Linked DNA regions of Danio rerio: region 1 is linked to region 2. A link is a contact called in public HiCAR-type data. All regions are on one chromosome and are shown on one strand. The core of a region is the stretch at or near the end of the contact, and the rest is flanking DNA. Distances in the headings are between cores, read along the strand shown. Region 1 overlaps cltca (clathrin, heavy chain a (Hc)). Region 2 overlaps LOC137496591 (a long non-coding RNA gene).

The links. HiCAR-type assays count read pairs that join an accessible place to other places.
Region 1: a contact with region 2 is called in a HiCAR-type map of caudal fin, with 5 times the contacts expected there. The contact joins two enhancer-like sites. A contact is called at or near these places in 3 of 18 Hi-C or Micro-C datasets (caudal fin, hematopoietic stem cells and an unstated tissue) and 1 of 4 datasets of contacts at active chromatin or transcription factors (caudal fin).

What each region holds. Positions count from the first base shown.
Region 1 is chr10:33,250,573-33,255,199 of GRCz12tu, forward strand. It overlaps cltca (clathrin, heavy chain a (Hc)), which reads right to left. Exons shown (of 31, transcript NM_001005391.2): 13 at 4,427-4,607; 14 at 1-54. Among named protein-coding and RNA genes, the nearest start is that of ptrh2, 26 kb to the left of the region's middle. Within about 2 kb of position 1,964, at least 2 of the 62 cell types and tissues checked have an H3K27ac peak or open chromatin away from gene starts, as enhancers often do. A contact at or near this core is called in caudal fin, where this site is marked.
Region 2 is chr10:33,204,478-33,209,311 of GRCz12tu, forward strand. The region is part of intron 2 of LOC137496591 (a long non-coding RNA gene); the gene reads right to left. Among named protein-coding and RNA genes, the nearest start is that of ptrh2, 20 kb to the right of the region's middle. Within about 2 kb of position 2,149, at least 13 of the 62 cell types and tissues checked have an H3K27ac peak or open chromatin away from gene starts, as enhancers often do. A contact at or near this core is called in caudal fin, where this site is marked.

The DNA.
Region 1 (4,627 bases), core at 714-3,213, 46 kb after region 2:
GCACCTCTGGGTCCTGGCTGAAGTTTACGATTGAGCCGAGAAAGTAGAAGAGGCCTGCAAGCAGAAGAGAACGAGAAATGACACTTGACTTTTACTGGACAGACGTCTGGTTGCGGTTTGAGCTTTATAGACCTTTAGATACTTTTATAGTGCTGTTTTGTCATTTAAAAGAAATAGTTTGCCCAAAAATAACATTTTGCCATTATTTAACCTCCCCTTCACTTCTTAAAAGCTTTTATTCATGTCGAAAAATAGGTATTTTTCATAGTAATACACTATGGAAGTCAATGCCAGCAAACAACTGTCATTCTTCATAATATCTTCTTTTGTGTTCAAAAGAATAAACTTTTAAAGGTTTAAAAGCACATGAGGGAAAAGAAACGAAGGGTAATTTTCTTTTTTTGGGTGACCTATACCTTCCAGTCCTGACAATCCCAAAAGTACAATGCAAAGTATAAAAATTTGAAGAAATGAAACCTCCTTACCAATATGGATTTTAAAAAACTAAATACATATAATAAGGCCACAAATGCTGTCGAAAAAGCTTAATTTGTAAACATTATTACTCGTGATTATCGTTTTACTACATTATCATAACATGAGACACTGTGGGTTAAAACCGTTCATGCAGTTCTGAAATTCTGGGCTTTAATAAAGTTTAATCTAATGTTAAGAAATCACAGAAAAATTTACTTAAGTGTTCTTTTTTTGTCGCACACCTATCAATTTGTGTCTGTAGATTCCAATTGGGAGGTATTTTTTTTAAAGACTCCAAACTTGATAGTTTTATTCTAGAATTTTAAACCTGACATATTAGGGCTGCACAATATATCATTTCAGCATCGATATCGCAATGTGTACATCGGCAATAGTCACATCTCAGGAAGTTTATATATTGCCATTACATTTTACTAGGTGCCACAGTTCAGAACATAAGATTTTTGCAGTAACTAAAGAGTTTAACCTAAAAGGAGTGAAAGTTTACCATTGTATGTGTTTTTACAGCCTGTGACTAAGTATTCAGGCACATGAAATTGCCTGAATCAATTACTGATTGTAACTCTAACAAAGATGCATTTATTGAATTATTTATACAATGAAGACTATACAGTGGGTGTTATTTAACATTTGAGTAAATTTCTGTACCTGCATATACCGTGAGGTAAAACATTTTACTCCTATCTTCCCAATAATAATACACAATAATCCCTATAATCTTCCAGAATAATGCCAATTAGACTATTAAATGAATACATTTTTCAAATAAAGCAATTCAATTTAAGAGAATTGCAGAAAAAAATATCAACCGACATGATTTCACCAAGTAGGACTTGTTCCTGGATCAAAATCTATGTTGATGCTGGTACAACAATCCAATCAGCCAATGAGAAATTAAGGAATACATTTACAGTTTATGTTAAGCTTAGGCTTATGCACTTCTACATGATTGTTATTCAACTATTATTCCCCTCTGATATTGGGAATAATTTACAGTTATGGCTGGGTTTAGAGGTAGGGAATAGGTATGGGTTACATTTTCGAACAAAAACTTTGTTCCAGAATCAACATAGATGTTAATCCTGGATCGTATCATATTTGGCAAAATTAAAATTATATATATTTGTTCAATATTATGCAGCCGTAGTGCAGGTTAAACAGAATTATGCTGTATACATATAATTAAACATAACACTTTAGACAACTCTTAATAGAATAAAGGATTACACCTCTTAATGTAATCAAAACGACAGGGGAAGTACGCTGATATCCATGTCAATTTTTTTCCCTATTTTCCAGCACAGTCTTGTTTTCAAATATTTTGTGTTTCATGGAGGAAACCCAAACCGGTTTGGAACAACATGTTGGTGAGTAAATGATGACAGGGTGCACAAACCCTATAAATTACGGATCAGACCGCTACATTTGCATGAGCATTGCGTTTCCATTAAAATCGAGCTTGTTGTCTAAAGCACTCTTACTCTTGCAGTCATGTGAAAAGCCTGAGGGATTGTGGGTGGCCGCAGGCCCGGTGCTGCTGCCTTCTCTGATTGCCAAAACCTTTTGTCCTACTTTGCCCAGAACGGAAGGCTACATGCTGCTCCACACTCCGAACAGAGGCAATATACGGCCAAGATACCAGTCAAATTGTGTCTGCACTATGAAAGGCGACCAGCAGAGTGACCACGAGTGTTTATGTACAAGTTTAAATAGACCCAAGAATTGTTTTCTGGCAGCGTCTGCTAAGAGAAGTGTTAGGTCTGCCAGATGTATCAGATGAAACTACATGGGCAATATAAACTCCTGGTGGGATTTATATTTTGAGGAGAAATGTATGGTTGATTCAATGTTTTATTGGTTTTGAATAAACGTTGTGAACCTTACAGTGGTTTGTGATTATCACATAAGGATTTATTTTGAGAAGTCATTCGATAACAAATTTATGCATTTAGCTTTGAAAATCAATTTAACCCTTTAACGGTCATTTTAAATACTGGTTGACCTTTTGCAAACAGTTTATCATTAAAACTAAAAATCAAATGTTCTTTGAGAGGTTTCAGGAACCAAATGTACACAAATTTTTTTTTTACTATTTTCTTTTTGTTTTATGTTATTTAAAGGGTCAAACAAATAGAGAAATATTGAAAAGCAAAATATATGTGATAGCCAAACAATGTAGTCTTTAAAGTATGGCTGCACATTATTGGAAAAACTCTAACATTGCGATATATTGTTATTCTGCAATATATATTGCGATAAGAATTACACCAGATGACTTGAATATCTCTATATGGAAAAAAAATTATAATTTTTGATAGGTTTGGATGATTCTATAGAGAAGTGCATCTAAATAAAATATAAGGAACTAAACAAAATAAAAAGATACAATTGAAATAAAAGTTTATTGTTTTTCGAGTCTGACAGTATTCAGGTGCAGTAACTGAAATATTATTTTTTATATCGAATTTAATTTAATAATAGGTATGCTCCGATCAATTGGCTGAAGATTGGTAGCCTGATAGACTATTATTGCGCAAAGAAATATAGTGTTACTAACCGAAGAGGAAACACGCATGGACAGTGTTTCCACATAATTCATTTATAGAAAGAACAGCCAAAAAGCCGAAATTGATGGATTTGTGCCAAATAAAGCATCAATGAACCCATAGCAATGGAAAGTACCTATAACTGTCAGTATGTTTTTGTGCTTTTTATACTTTTTCTATTCTTATTTGCAGTTAAGTGGAAAAAATTATTCAATTGAATTGCAAATCAAGGTATAAATAGCAGATGTGAACAAATAGATTTTCCCTACCAGTAAATATTAATCCGACACCACATATAAAAGCAGACACTAACCCACTATAACAATGTGACCAGTGACTAAATTTCTAGTCGCTGAAAACGTTGGTGAATTGTAGCTTTGACATGGGGGTTATACATTACTGAGAAATAGCTGCAGGTGATCCGAAGTGCTCAGTTTGTGATCACATCCTGTTGATATGTAATTTCAAATATTTATAGCTTGAAACAGATGAAAAAAATGACTGGACTGTGCTTGCTCTTACAGCTATTACGAGGGCTTAAACCAGGGGTGTCCAAACTCGATCCCTGAGGGCCGGTGTCCTGGAGAGTTTAGCTCCAACCCTAATCAAACACACCTGAATCAATCTCTTAATAGATATACTAGAAACTTCCTGGCAAGTGTGTTGAAGATAAACTCAGCAGGAGACCACCCCTCCAGGACTGAGTTTGAACACCCCTGGCTTAAAACAGAGCAGTGCTCAGAATATGAAGCGAAAAAAAAAGAAAAAAAAAAGATGTTTGAGTTAAAAAGGTGTGTGAGTTATTGATGTCTATCACTGAATGTGTCAGGAATATCAAAACAAATCCAACTTAACCCCACTCTTTAAGTGCCCCTCACAGAGCTTGATCCATGCTGGCATTTCTTCCCTTGAGTTTTAGGTTTTGGAAAGGCAAAAAAAAGAAAAAAAAACACCCCGTCCAAACTTGCCGGGTATTAGATTTGCACAATCCATATGCACAACCATTTGTCTTGTTTCTCTCGCTCGAAAGCTTGACAGACCTCCTGAACGTAGCTATGGTTGCTAAGCCACGATTGGTGTGTGGCAGTTTTCGGGTGTGCCTTAGCGAAGGGTCAATTAGATGATGTTTTTGGTCGTGAATAAACATGAACCATTTCTGATCATTTAATTTATATTTAAATTTTCTACTTTTATTTTAACTTTAAAACAAACAAAAAAAAAAGACTAAAGTGCATAAAAATCTTATTTGGAAAAACCTACAAAATTGCAAAATAAACTAAAATGTTTCCTTTTAGTTGCATTTCCTTGAATGTGAAAGCTTTGCATGATAGCAGACAATAACACAGACAGAATAATTGAATCATGCTGGATCTACTTCTTACCCTCAAAACTCTTGAACGACTCAAAGAGCTCGGTGAGGGACTGTGTGCTCAGCTGCTCGTGATACTTGGACGCCACCTGGACGCAGATCTGGAGATTCTGTCTGATGTTAGCAGACAGCATGGCCCTCAGACACTCCAGAGAGTCCTCCACTGACAGAGAGCCAAAGTAGTTGACCAGCCACTGCAGACATTAGCAGAGAC
Region 2 (4,834 bases), core at 899-3,398:
TAAACAGCGTGTTATGGTTTTCTGTGGAGTATTCAAGTGCATAAATGGAACAATCAAATGTAAAATAGCATGGTCATCATTATATAAATAATTATAAAAAGATATTTATTAGAGCTTATTGGTCAAAAGTTGTTACTTTTATGAGCCGTATGCTTGGACCTCAGCTACATTGTCTTTGATTTTAGGTCTCCCGGTTGGACATTTGTCTGAAAAATTCATTAATCGCTTATTTGACATTTTAGCGTTTGCTGCCAGGAAAAATACTGATAAACTGGATCAGTAACAAACCACTATCCTAGCAAAGGGTGGCACAATATTATTAGGAAAATTTTTCCTTAGAATTCCTGAACTGTGTCATTCATACGTCCACTGAGGCTTTTCATTAAGTTACTTGGATTTTAATGATGTTTCTTCAAAGCTGTATTTTGAGTTATGGTATGGCATAATTGAATTTATGTGTTTTATTTTATTATAATTTTATCTTTATATATACTCATTTTGTTCATTTATTTACGTATCATTATTATTCCTATTATTAATTTATTATATTTATTTTATGTATGTATATATATATATATATATATATATATATATATATATATATATATATATAATTTAGTCTGTCTTTCGTTAGCATTCTGTTGTGAAAATGGGCATTGTCTGTTGATTTGTTTCAATTTTTTTTGTGATTAATAGTTCCTGCGATCCTGACTATGTGACTATTGTGGATACACACAATCAATGCTCAACAGATGTATTGTTCAATCTTATTACAATATATTATACATGCCTATCAAAGTATATATTGTAATGTAATAGTCTATTTAGAACATGATGGAGTGATATTACCATGTTTAAGTGTAAACATTGGTCACACCATAGTAGTCCATAAAGTACAGTCATATGAATATTCAATAATAAACTCTAATGCAACTATATAAAAATAATATAAAGTAAGGGCATAATAACTAATTTGAACACGGTGTATGATGATAATATTTTGTTTTGGAAACATACTAAAATATTTATATATTATTTTAGCACATAAATTTAAGCTTAAATCAGAAATACCTCTGGCAACTGAAATGTTTCAGTATTTCAAGCATCAAGTTTTAGTTAACTATAAAACCTCATTTAATTAACGTCAAGACAACAAATAATTTTATACTGATTTAACATATTGTAATAAGTTAATCAGGTTTCAACTGAATGTTTTGTTTTAAGTTATGCAAAGTTTAACTTAATATTGATTAATGTTGAGTTGATGTAAGTTGAGATGACTAGACAGGTCATGTGCATCTTTAAAAGTAATAAAATAACTGAATAATTTTACAATAAGTTACAAATAAGGCCTAAATAATTTTTTTCCTACTTTATGTGCGCTGTAATAATGATGTTAGCTGTTTGTTCAAACTACTTATTTCAAATGAGCTAAAACAATAAATCATTTTATGTTTAATCCACTTAAATTTGTAAATAATCTAATAAGTTTACTTAATTTATGTTGTCCCAACACAAATTAATTTAGCATTTTTATTTAATTTTTAATATGCATGCACACAAACACACACACACACACACACACATATACACACACACACACACACACACACACACAGTACAAATCCATTACTTTCAATTTTAACAGAAACATGAGATGGTGCTGAAAGCAAGAGGGCGCAAACTATAATATCTTACAACTTAAAATAAAATAGTGGTCAGCGGACTGGTTCAAGGGTCCATAAAAGTGCCTGCTGGTTGAAGTTATAACAACTGACTTTCCAGTGAGGGGGTAGAGGACACGTGCTCCCGTCTCCCACTGAGAGACACAAAGGGAGACGTTAAGCCTGATCTGTGGCTCACACGACACCGGACAACACAGCCATCAGAAACGAATCACCAAAACTTCCCAAAGACCTTTATCTCAGCAACTAGCAGCTTTCTGCAGCTCCTATAAGGTCACCTGTCATTCATTAAGAGACCAGTAAAAACTTACAACTCCATAAATTTATATAGAACATTTTCATCGGTTTTATGTATCCTTTTTCCATATTCCTGACGAACTGACAGCTGCATTAGGAAGGAATGACTTCACAAGAGTGGGATTGAATTAACATTAGGTATTCTTGAGATAATTGTACCCTTCACCCTCTACTGGTCAATAGTGAGAAGTAAACCAAGATCACGTAATCAAAACGAGTCATCGATGTTTACCTCAAAATGAGTCAAAGAAGATCTTTTTTTTCCACAGTAAATGAGTTCAGAGGTAAGGACAAGATGTCCAGGTTATAACTCCCATTAAGATAAAGGGGAAAACAAGGGTTTATTTTGCATAAAGTAAATCACATTAAGAGTCACTGTAGTTTTTATGCTCTAACAATATTTTTAGATAAGTACAATTAAATCATTATTGCTATTAAATTAAAACAATTATATTGTTTTTTAATCATTATAATTAAAACATCTGTTATATGATGATTTTTATTTATATACTAACAATGTTTGTATATAGTTTGATCTATTACTGCAGGGGTCAGAGTCTGACAATTATTGTTTGATCTCAACTTTTTTTTGGTTTCACTTTATTTTAAGTATTGCCAGACAGAATCGGCAGACATTTTTTTGCGCAGAATACTGTGAAAAATCTGTGGATTTATGTGGAAGGATTTTGGGTAAATCTTAACTACAAACCTATGTTAAATTAAAATAATACATTTGAAACTTTTATTGACTGTTTACAATGCAAATCCAATTAGATCCACTTATTTGGTAAACAAAGCAAGTCTCTCATATACCGTATATTTACTAAAAGACCGAAATGATTACTTTACAAACTGTATTGTAAGTAAATCATGTGAACGTTTTCATATTAGTCAGTAGTATTAATGAAATTAATTAAAAAACTTAACAAATATACATTAACACACAACTAAATAAATAGACTCAATGATGGGCTATAAATTTGTGGAAATCTGCAGATTTTTGGGTGTGCAGGTTCCTTGTGGGCCCCATTTTCAGATACAATTTACACTATTAAACTGTTAACTGAGACTTTTAGCTCAATAAACGAATAATTAGCTACTTATAAATAATTTTGTAAGGTATTAGTTGGGTTTATTGGGTAGGATTAGGGATGTAGAATAAGATCATACTTTATTAGTGCCAATAAACAGTTAATATCTTAATTATAGACTGGTAATAAGCCAGCGGTTAACAGTGTGAATTGTTACTTGAACTAAAGTTTTTTTTAATAAAAAAAAAACTATATATATATATATATATATATATATATATATATATATATATATATATATATATATATATATATATAATTTTTTTTTTTTTTTTTTTTTTAAATTACTTAATAAAAATATCATTTTTATGTTAACAGAATATGCTTAAAAACTACAATTCACTCATCAAAGTTGCTTTATTTCAGCGACATTTTCTTTATGCAAAGTATGATCTATTTCTCTTCTTGTTTTGGCATTACTGAAATATTTTTTCACAGTTCAGGCTGATTCATCTTGAAATCTCAGAACCAACGGTGGCACTAAAACTGCTCACGGGGAATGATAGAAAGATGTCATATATCATATATCATACACACACACACAATGTATCATATGACCATAGACGTGCCATTACGTCATAACGCAAAGTATATTTGTTGAAAGATCAAGAGGAAAAACATGACTGCTAAATCCAGGTCAGGCAACAACTTCACAGGCTCAAAGAAAGATACTATCATCACTCTACAGAAATACATATGTTGAAAATTAAATAAGCCTCCTTGAGTGATTTTATGCAATACACCTAACAAGAATATTCACTGCTTTGAATGCGAGGCAAAACGTGTGGCTCTTTGATAATATCTGAGCTATTTGGTAACAGAAGGAACAAAGACTCACGTTGGCCTATGGCGCCATCTTTTGGACATAATAGAGAATTGAATGAAAAATGAAATCAATTGCATAAGCTCTATGATGTATTACATCCTGATTACATCCCAAACAATTCTGCTTTAAATTGTTTAAATGCCAAAAAAAAAAAAAAAAAAAAAAAACAGAAATGATGACAATTATTTTCATATTGTAAATGTAAATAGACAATTTCACAAATCTATTTTATTTTCACAGACATGTATAAATAAATGTATTAACTATGTATGCTACAAGTACAAAATCATAACATTATGATAAAATGTTAAAAATGAAATATAAAAATATAAATATAACAAAATATTAAAAATCTATGAGAGGTAACAATATTAATATGGCCTTATATATTAATGTTGTGCAATTATGCATTAAAGGAATCCCTATTTTACCACTGTATTTATATAATCAAGACTTAAAATAGCTATCTTTACTATTACTATTAGGCTATTTATAAAAATCCTTAAAACGACTTTTCCTTAAAATATCACAAATCTTAAAAAATAAATATAAGTTCATTATTTACATAAATACAATGTATTTTATTTGTATGTATGTGTTTAATTCACATAACAATTATCAGAAATATTAATTATTGACAGATTATATGATTGTTTTATGATCAAATTGCATAAAGATATACATTTTAGGTATTATATACTATTTATTGACAACATTTTTGTACATATTTATTTACAATAAGCATGTAAATATTTATTATTATATAAAATGTATTATAATAATTCTGTTTTTGTTAAAAAATATATTCATTAATAATTATATGGAATTTATTATTAATGTATAATTAATATTATATTTATTAATATTATTAATATATAGTATATGTGCATATATTATTAACATATGCACTTATAATATTTAATATATGATATTTA